Regions from separate parts of the Siniperca chuatsi genome. Here region 1 is linked to region 2. A link is a contact called in public Hi-C data. All regions are on one chromosome and are shown on one strand. The core of a region is the stretch at or near the end of the contact, and the rest is flanking DNA. Distances in the headings are between cores, read along the strand shown.

What was found. A called contact is a pair of places that touch in the nucleus more often than the background predicts.
Region 1: a Hi-C map of an unstated tissue shows a contact between it and region 2, with 4 times the contacts expected there. The contact joins the promoter of LOC122866467 here to the promoter of nrn1a in region 2. A contact is called at or near these places in 2 of 3 Hi-C or Micro-C datasets (skeletal muscle and an unstated tissue).

What each region holds. Positions count from the first base shown.
Region 1 is chrLG19:25,269,569-25,274,258 of ASM2008510v1, reverse strand. LOC122866467 (mucin-5AC) reads right to left here and starts at 2,029. Exons shown (of 17, transcript XM_044176171.1): 1 at 1,421-2,029. The region is part of intron 2 of LOC122866462 (NLR family CARD domain-containing protein 3-like); the gene reads left to right. It overlaps LOC122866512 (LYR motif-containing protein 4), which reads right to left. Exons shown (of 3, transcript XM_044176279.1): 3 at 3,393-4,690.
Region 2 is chrLG19:25,025,812-25,030,802 of ASM2008510v1, reverse strand. nrn1a (neuritin) reads right to left here and starts at 2,210. Exons shown (of 4, transcript XR_006375717.1): 1 at 1,971-2,210. The region is part of intron 2 of LOC122866462 (NLR family CARD domain-containing protein 3-like); the gene reads left to right.

The sequences.
Region 1 (4,690 bases), core at 780-3,279, 240 kb before region 2:
TAACTAACAACCTAGCTAACGTTAGTTACATCACTTGCCGCGTCACTGTTTCGTTCCATATCATGGTATTTGTCATATCGTGTATTTGTAATGCTAATGTGCTGTGTTAGCCACGAGTCATGCTAATGTTAGCAATTTGCCAATGTCAGCATTAATATTTTAACACTAGAAAAAAATGTACCATGTTAACATTCAAATCCAAAATTAGCATACATGCTATTAATAATGACATCACCAAAAGCTGTGCTTAATGCTAACATGCTGTAATAGCTTTTATCTGTGTTATTATTAGCATGTTGCCAATAGTAGCCTATTAACATAGAACAAACGCTACCATGCTAACATGCTAATGCAAAGGTTAGCATAACATGCTAATGCATATTAGATTGCCACTGTGTGAATTTGAATGCATTTCCTGATCCAGAGTCAGATTAAAAACTTATTTTTGTATTAAAACAGCACATTTAGAGCTGGACGGCCTGTAATTTACAGCTGACCGGGATACAAGCCAACATTTATTCTGTACGTGAGGTCGGCCAGGTCCTCGTCCCCACAGCAGTCTGTCCTCCTGTCCGTCTGTATCTGTCCATCATCTTTACATGAGGGCCAAAGCTCAGAAGTCCAACGCCTCTGAAAATAATCCTGTTGACAGACCTGACGACATCTGTTTGATCTGTCAACACCGACGGAGACTCAAAGGCCTATTTCAGGTGAAAAGCAGAGCGGAGGCCGTAAACACCGCAGTCACAATCTCATGACCTCAACGAAACTAAAACACACGCGATCACCTCGTGAAGTATTTTTAAAATAAAGCAGCCTTCTGTACCGCCATCAAGCTCTGTGATTGGGTGTTTTGTGCTGAAATGCACCTTGGGAGCTGTAGTTGACTTCTAAAAATAAAGATATTTCTCTAAAACAGTTGTTTGTTTGTTTTTTTAAATGTGAATTTTATTTATTTTTACCACAACGGTTGAAATGAAACAACATTCTCAGAGATAATAAACAAAAGTAAATAAAAAAAAAACCCAAAATCCTGCCTCTGCCTCCCTTCAACACCCACCCCAACCTACCACTATAACCCCCACCCCATGTTGCACCATCAGTCACACATACGATCTCATGACTCCATCCAGTTTAAAAACTGTTCATTTTAGCTGATGAATATTGGAGAGATGAGACAAATCCCATAAAAAAAGCAGGCACAACATCATAAAAAGTGCATAGATATAATAATAAGTAATGTTTTGTACTCATGGTCACCCGAGAGTTTCTTTTCTTTGTTTATGACAGAGCGAATGATGCCAAATTTCATTTCAGCCCGTCCAGAACTTGCAGATATTTTAGACCAACGCTCCCTGGCTAACGAACGCCAGCTTGGTTTAAAGGGACGGTTCACCCAAGAACATACTTTTCCTCTTACCTGTTGATCCATCTAGAGTGTTTTGCTGTGAGTTACGTCTGCCTTCCTACTCCGAGGTAACCGGCTCATGACCTCTGCAAAGAGACGTCGCCGTCGAGTTTTTAAATGTGTTTTTCACCACGAGCCGAGCGCCATGCAGTCCCGTTACATTCGGAGGAGGCAGACGTCTCTACGGCCGATGTCTCCAAAGCTCTGCAACTCACACCAAAACAACCCGGATGGACAAACAGCGCTACAGGTGAGAGGGGACGCCTGTGTTTTGGATTTTGGGGTGAACTTTAAAAACAATCCTCCCAGAAGCCAAAGCGAGCCGCGGGGCAGATCGAGTCTGAAGTCCTCTTAGTGAATGTAGGACTCGCACGGAGCACGTGCACGAAGCAGTGTGTTCGTCTGGTGACGGAGCAACGTGATCTTTTACACCTGCGTGTGTGTGTGTGTGTGTAAGTGGGCCAGTGTGCTCGTGCTTAAGCCAACAGATGGGTCTATTAATAGCAGCCGCTGGTACCTTGTGGGTCAGTCACCTCCTCCACCTTCACCCTCCTCCACCAAAACCAAACGCACCTCTGAGCTCACCTCCTCTGCTGCTGCTGCTGCATCCAGTCACGCTGTCCGTGTGTGTTTCTCACACACACACACACACACACACACACAGTGCTCCCACTCAGTTCGGTATTTATCCGATCTGTCAGGGACTTTTTGTGGATTTGATCCTTATTCAGATCCAGGGTCTGAGGAGAGAGGGTGGTGTTCGTTGCACAGAAGTGACTCGTCTGTCCCGCTTTAGGTTTACAGCTGTGCAGGTTGGAGTTACACTCGTTCACGCAGATGTTACAGATAGAAGACATCTCATTGGTTGAGTTACACCAAAGGCAGATCCCTCAGAAGCTCCTGTTACCTGCGCGTCTGAACCAGAGCAACAGATAAAAATGATTAACCTTCAGTAACTTATTGTCGGTCGACTTGTTCGCGGCAGAAACGAGCTGTGAACACAACACGGACACATCGTCAGCTTCTAAAGTGATAACAGCTGCTTATTTCCTTCACGTGGAGTCGTGTTGGCGTCGCCTGACGACTGCGAGTCCAGCATTCGCTCTGAGTTCGGTCCCTTAGCGCTGCCGTGGCGACCATCTGCAGCTCATCCATGTTGCTTTATGTCTCAATATTCCCGAGGACGGTGCTCGACGCCAAAAAGCAATCGTATGGTTTTGATTTTATGGAAAAGTGACCACATGTACTCAAAGACGCCATTATGCATATTAAACTGATGGGATTCGTTGGACGAGTGTCGTCCCACAATGCAATTCACAAAAGACATCGGCCCACTACTCATAGATACAAAAAATGCAGAAAAAACCAACCAAACAACAGAAAGGTCATACGTCCAACGTGCAACCCCAACTCCTTTCAGGAAGCTTTGAACGTTCACTTTTAATTCATGTTTCGAACATGAGATGAAAGCCGTTCGTACGCTGCACGGTGTGTAATGCTTGTAGAGGATCTACACCTGTTTTTATTTAATATTATTATATTTTACTTTACTTTCCCCCCATAAAAACTGTCAAATTAGAAGAAAAAGTCAAATTTCTTTTGGAAAGTATAAAAGTGTTTGCGTAGCCGTACAATGTAATCTCTGCAGAAGACAAAGCCGCAGTATTAATTTAACAAATAAACCAGAGAGCGGTAAATGAACTGCTGTCTGCTGACGACACGTCTGAGCCACAATGTCTTTATTTTGTTTCGACAGATAATTGGACATTTGGACGAATCAAAATCACTTCCTTAATTTGTAATTACAGGGAAAATGATTCGACCTCAAACCTGCTGGAAACAAATTCTCTCTTATTTACACACACACACACACACACACACACACACACACACACACACACACACACACACACACACGCCGCTGTTCTGAGGTTTTCCTCCGGCAGCAGCGGTCTGTCCTGAAACATCACATTCAGAAACCTGCTTCAGTTTGGATCTGCAGCATCTCCACTGCTGCCGCTTTATTTAAACTGATAAAACAGCTTTAGGTCGACACAGAGCTCATCCTCTTCGATCTTTTTACAAAACAAAACGTCTTTCTGTCCAGTAAAACAGAGAAATGTTGAATTTTACAGAATATTGATCCACTGGGGTTTCTCAGACATAAACTGATGACTAAAACGTGTCTGGGAGTGAATATTACAGAAGCTAGATTGTGTATTTTCTGCAGTCCGCTGTAGCAGATAATCTCATGTACGCTGTGCGTTAGAATACAAAAGTAACACTAGAAAGGAATCAGAGATGCACCGATCAGCCGTCGTCGATGAGTCACTTCTGCTCATTACAGTCAGTTTCCAACAGTCAAACAGTACAAATGTTATCACGCTGCAGGCAAACTAACATTTTTATGAAAATTTATGAATATTTCCAGTTCTGGGCACCATCGCGTGATACGACCGAAAGCTCCGGAGACTAAACGGACCTTGTGGTGAGATCTGATTTTAACACTTCGTGCCTTCTTTAAATCGTCAGGAGTTACATGAATTAGTTTGGCCAAAGATCAACTTTTTCAAGCAGACAGTAATATGTCAAAACTTCATTTATTTCTCAAACAGTAACCTGTTAACGAAACTGAAACATTGAAAAGAAAGACGTGTTTCTGGGACACAACACTTCTCGTCTCTCCACTCAAATGAAACAGTCTGAGAAGTAAAATAACTCTTTGGCCAAACAACAAATCTGATCGATTAATCCATTTTTTAGGCAAAAAGTTCGCTTTCCGCTTCTGTAACGTGAATATTTGTTCGTGTTCTTATATTTGTTAGATGATATTAAACTGTACATCTTTGGCTTACGAGACATTTGAAGGCATCAGCGGAATAGTGACATGTCTCACCGTTATCTGATACTTTATAGAGCGAGCAGTTAATCAATGATTTGAGAAAATAATTGGCAGATTCATTGGTAATGAAAACGATAGTTCGTTGCAGCCTTTGCCTCACGTTGCTTCTTTTTAACGGGTCATAACTCAGAAAGTGAATCAGAGCGAGGAAAAGATTTCCGCCTGCGATCGATCACACGATCACTTCAATCGACCCAAACATCTGATCGGTGCATCCACGGAAAAAAAAACTAAACATTTTAAAGTCTAAACTCCAAACAAACTTCAGGTGCTTCGCAGCTTTACTCTGTCCTACATCTCCCACAATGCATTTCACACCTCCACCTCCACCCGGTGACAGTTAAACAGCGTTTGGGTCGAAACAGGAAGCAGGCTGGTTG
Region 2 (4,991 bases), core at 961-3,460:
AAAAACCTCTAAACATATTTAACTCGTTTTTAAAATGACTGCTGATGAAATTCTGAGTTCAACAAAGCATTAAATCATTAAAAGCAGCTGTTTAACTGCGCAGGAAATTAATTTTCTTTGCTTTTGTTTCGAGGCTCTTCTGTGCTCGCGAGGCGTTTGCTTGTGAAAAATGAAAACACGGTGGGAAAAAAAATACCGAAACAGTTAACAGTTAACTGAAAAATAAAAAAAAAAAAGATAAAATGCGATATTTGAAAAGCAGATTAATTAATCGATTTCATTCGATCCCCCTCCATGTTTCAGTGTGTGTGTGAAATAATTCAGCAGCTCATTTGGTTTCATTCTGTCTGCTTTCAAAAAACACCCAAACACACACACACACACACACACACACACACACACACACACACACACACATTTGTGTTTATTCCTCCTCTCTCGCCGTGAGCACCGTGAGCACCGGACACCGGGCTCTCTCCAACAAAAGCACCGGGGACGATTCTGCGCCTTGAATAATTCAGCATTTCTCTGCCACCAGCAAATGCACACACACACACACGCACACACACACACACATGCACACACGCACGCGCAGAGCCCTCCTCCACAGCGTCGTTATGCAATGCAACAGCAGAAGACAACAGCCATCTCCATATTTCTCTTGTTTCATCTCAGATGTTATTTGCCTTTTTTTGTTCATTTTGTTCCTCCCAGATATTAGACGGATCCCGGAGGCTGCAGCTCCGTTGCGTTAAAAACCAAACGCGCAGGCTCACCTGGAAGCTTTTTACACCTGATTTTTATTACGAAACCTACACAAAAAAAAAAAATTCGTTTTATTTTCCACCGTGCACGAGGCGGGTGCACGGCCGCTTCCGCGCGCGTGCACACCGAACATTTAAGGAGATAAATGAACCTTTTTTTTTCTGTTTTGTTCTTTTTTTTTTTTTAAATCAGAAACAGGAGCTCAGACGGTGAAAAATCAAACGAATAACGAGATGGTGTTTGAACCGAGGCCGGGCTCGTTTCGCATCCTCCGGCTCCCGGACAGCGCGGGCGTGCCGCCGCCGCCGCTGCCTCCCCGAAGCCCCGCGCACTGCGGCGGGGAGCCCGGAGCCCGCAGGACCGCCAGGCCGGGAGGAGCTGCTCCGGCCGGGCAGCTTAACGTCTCATCCCTGTGCCGCTTCTGGTCCGGTCAGACCTGCAGACGGGCCTCTGAAGCGTCTCTGACGCCGCAGAAAAACCACCGGAAAGCGTCAAATCTGAGCGACGTGAAGCCAAAAAACCCGCTGCGTCCGTTTCCAGCATTTAAACTGCGAGAGGAAGAAATTTCTGAAGATAATTCAACAAATGTCTCCAGTTTGGGACAACCGAGGAGCGGAGAGGGGGAGGAGGGGGGGGTATTCCCCTTGTTAGCACACACACACACACACACACACACACACACACACACACAGTCCACACGTGAAGTGTGGCCCCGTTGAAACGAGCCGCTGCTGCTTCACTACGCCCCAAATCAACAACACACGGACAAACCTGCCAAAAACAACATTAAATATGATTTAAAAAATATAATAATAATAATAATTATTATTATTGTTATTGTTAAAAACGAATTTAAGTTTGTAAACCTAAAAATAAGCAAACTTAAATTGGTCTATTTAAACAAAACTCTTCATTTCCTCTTTTTTTTTCTGCTGCTGAATTAAAAATAAGACAAATATTAATAAAACTCGTTATTAGAAGCGACTTAAATTATTAGTAAAATATATATATAATATATATAAAACACCTTCGTGTCTCAAAATGACAATTTATCAACATGAAAGAGATTTTTTGCTGTTTTTTTAAAGCGCAGCAGGAAAACAACGCTTCTCGTCCCGGAAACGACTAAAACCTGGTTTTTGTTGGACGCAGAAAGAGCGCGTGACTGCAGCTCTTCTTCGGCGGATTCTTCCCGGGTCACTCACCTATGTGTAGAGCCAGAAAGAGTGCGAGGCATCTGGAGGACCAGGTTACTCCCATCCTCTGCGTCCTCCGCTCACCATGAGAGCCGGGATCCAGAAAGTTGCCCGCAAAACAACAGCTACATCCAGCGCTCTTCCTCCTCCTCCTCCTCCTCCTCCTCTTCTTCCTGTTTCTTGTCTTTCCCGTGTGTGCGCGCTTCTTCTTCTTCTTCTTCTTCTTCTGTGGCTCCTGCTCTCTGTCGTGCTCTGCTCTGAGCTTCCTGCCTGTTTTACGCGTCTGGAGAGGAAAAAGAAGAGAGAGAGAGAGAGAGAGAGAGAGCCCCTCCTCCCCCCTCCTCCTCCTCCTCTTCCTCCCCCCTCTCCTCCTCCTCCTCCTCTTCCTCCTCTTCCTCCCCCCCTCCTCCTCATTATTATTATTGGGCCAGTTATGATTTCATCACGTCCTTTTGTATCTTTTCCTTCATCCATTTCAGTTTTGCTTTTATAGAAACGCTGAGCTCATGCGCTCAATGTTCTCTTACTGGCTTTTTCCAGAGCTTTCAGCAGCATCTCACGGCCTTCGTTCGTGCATTGATAAAAACTAGAACTGAAACATAGGAGATGCAGTTGAAAGTTCTGGGCTGGCGGACCTTTCTTCCGGCTCCAAAGGGCTCAGATTGAAATGCAGACCGCATCTGAAGAAGATCTCGCGCTGCGAGCGAAAGCTCCAGAACTGCTGCTCAAAAGGCCCCGAGGTTTACGTTTCTGCTGTTTTTTTCCAAAGTCTTTATTATTATTTTTTTGATTTGATCACGTGAGTTTTTAGCCTGCAGCGAATATTTAAAGCGTCCGCTCCGTTAGCTGCAGGCTCCTCCAGCGCACCTGTCCCCCGAGCCTTTAATGTCCCAGGTGTCGTGCACACCTGTTCACGTGTTTGACTCCCCCCTCAGCCGGAGCTGCTCTGCTCTGAAGGCCGTCACACGGGTCCCCCGGTGTTGACCTTTGACCCGTGCGAAGTCAGAGGCCGCCGGGAGCGCGTGGTCGTGTTTCTGTGATCCGCTTTAAATCTGCAGCTCTTCGCTTCGAATGAAATCTTCGTTTTCTGAAACACGAAGGCTGCAGCGCGTCCCGCGTCTGACTCGTCCAACGAGAGCAGGACACCTGGCTGGCCCTGCGGTCTCGTTCAGGGGCCGTGTCCCACCCCGGGGGGCCCCCCTAGTGGACGAATCCAGCCTCCCGTTTTCTTCTGGTTCTGCAGGAGTTGTGCAGACCTTCAGTCCTCTCAGGTTTGCTCAGGTACGCAGCAGGACCAGCATGCACTGCGGGAGCTCGCAGCTGCGGCCGTGACGCCTTCGCTCTTCGCTCAAACCGGATAAATAAACCGTGTGACGAACTTCTTTCCGCTGCAAAGCTGCGTTTTGATTTCTGCGTTTGTTAGATTCTGAGTATCGACGAATGCTTTGTTTCCGGTGATAAGATCGTTTGTTTTATTTTTAAATCTGAATTTGCTTAAAAGCTTGAACACGTTTGAACGCAGCTGAAGGTTAAATACGAGCTGCCGGACTTCCACATGTGGGACTGACCTTTGACCTTTGCGAGAGAAACACACACACACACACACACACACACAGCTCAGTGTCACTTAAATTCCCCGCCGAGCGTCTCGGGTCGCGTTCCCCAGCAGGTTCGGCCGTTTCCAGGGAGCGTTTGGAGTAACTTGGAAAGTTTGAAATGTAACAAACACGAAAGATGAAATGTTTAGAATACACACAAATAATGACCGATGAGCTACGACAGGCGGCGGTGGAATATAACTGAGTTTTGAGGTATTTGTACTTGATTATTTCCATCCAGAGGGAAATGTTGTACTTTTTACTCCACTACATTCACCTGACAGCTATATTTACTAAATATAAATATTATATTTATTTTACAAATGACTATTCTACAAACAAACTGTGTCAGCAGCTTCTGAAATACGATCTATTCTAATAATTTACCCGTCAGTACGTAAACTAGTTAAAGTTAGCTCCACGCCGACGCTTACATACAATAATAATAATAATAATAATAATTATAATAATCCAGGATTGAGGACTTTCGATACTTTAAGTACGTTTTGTTGATAATACTTCTGTACTTGAACTTGTATTATGTATTATTATGTAGTATTTTCACTTTTACCTAAGTGAAGGATCTGAGTACTTCTTCCACCTCTGAGACTAAAAGAATATTACAGAAACATTAATGTTCACTATGAATATTAATTCATTATTTCAGGAAGAACGTAAAAGGTGTGTGCGTGTGTGTGTGTGTGTGTGTGTGTGTGTGTGTGTGTGTGTGTGTGTGTGTGTGAGGATGAAGAAAAGACGTGGGGGATCTCGTCTTCTCCTGCTGATGTCAGCTGAATCTGAAACAAACCAACGCTCTCTCTCTCTCTCTCTCTCTCTCCTGCATATTAACACAGATGTTTCCCCGAGGCGATGCAGTGCTGCAGCAGGAGGGGAACACACACACACACACGTGCACACACACACACACACACACACACACACACACACACACACACACACACACACACGCACGCACACACAGTAACTGGGTCTCCGGACGGTTTCCAAGCGTCTCAGATCTGAAAACATTTAACTCTTGGACAGACACAAAATGGCCAGATGTGTGTGTGTGTGCGTGTGTGTGTGTGTGTGTGCGCGTGCGCGTGTGACCTTGTTGTTGTTTGACTTTGAGCGTGACCTTCAAACACGATCCGTCCTCCTCTCGTCCAATCAGAGGCAGACACAGAGATGGTCTCACCTCGGTGCCCCACTTATGATTCTTTAAAAAGGTCTGACTCGTCAGCGACCCCTGCTGGTGGACAGGAGGAACTGCAGCGCCCCCCACACACACACACACACACACACACACACACACACACACACACACACACACACCTTCTTAACGTGTAACTCTGGTGATCTTCTGTATTTTTCTTCTTGTCATCATGAAAAGACCTGATTTATCTTTTTCCTCTGTGCTCTCTGCCCCCAA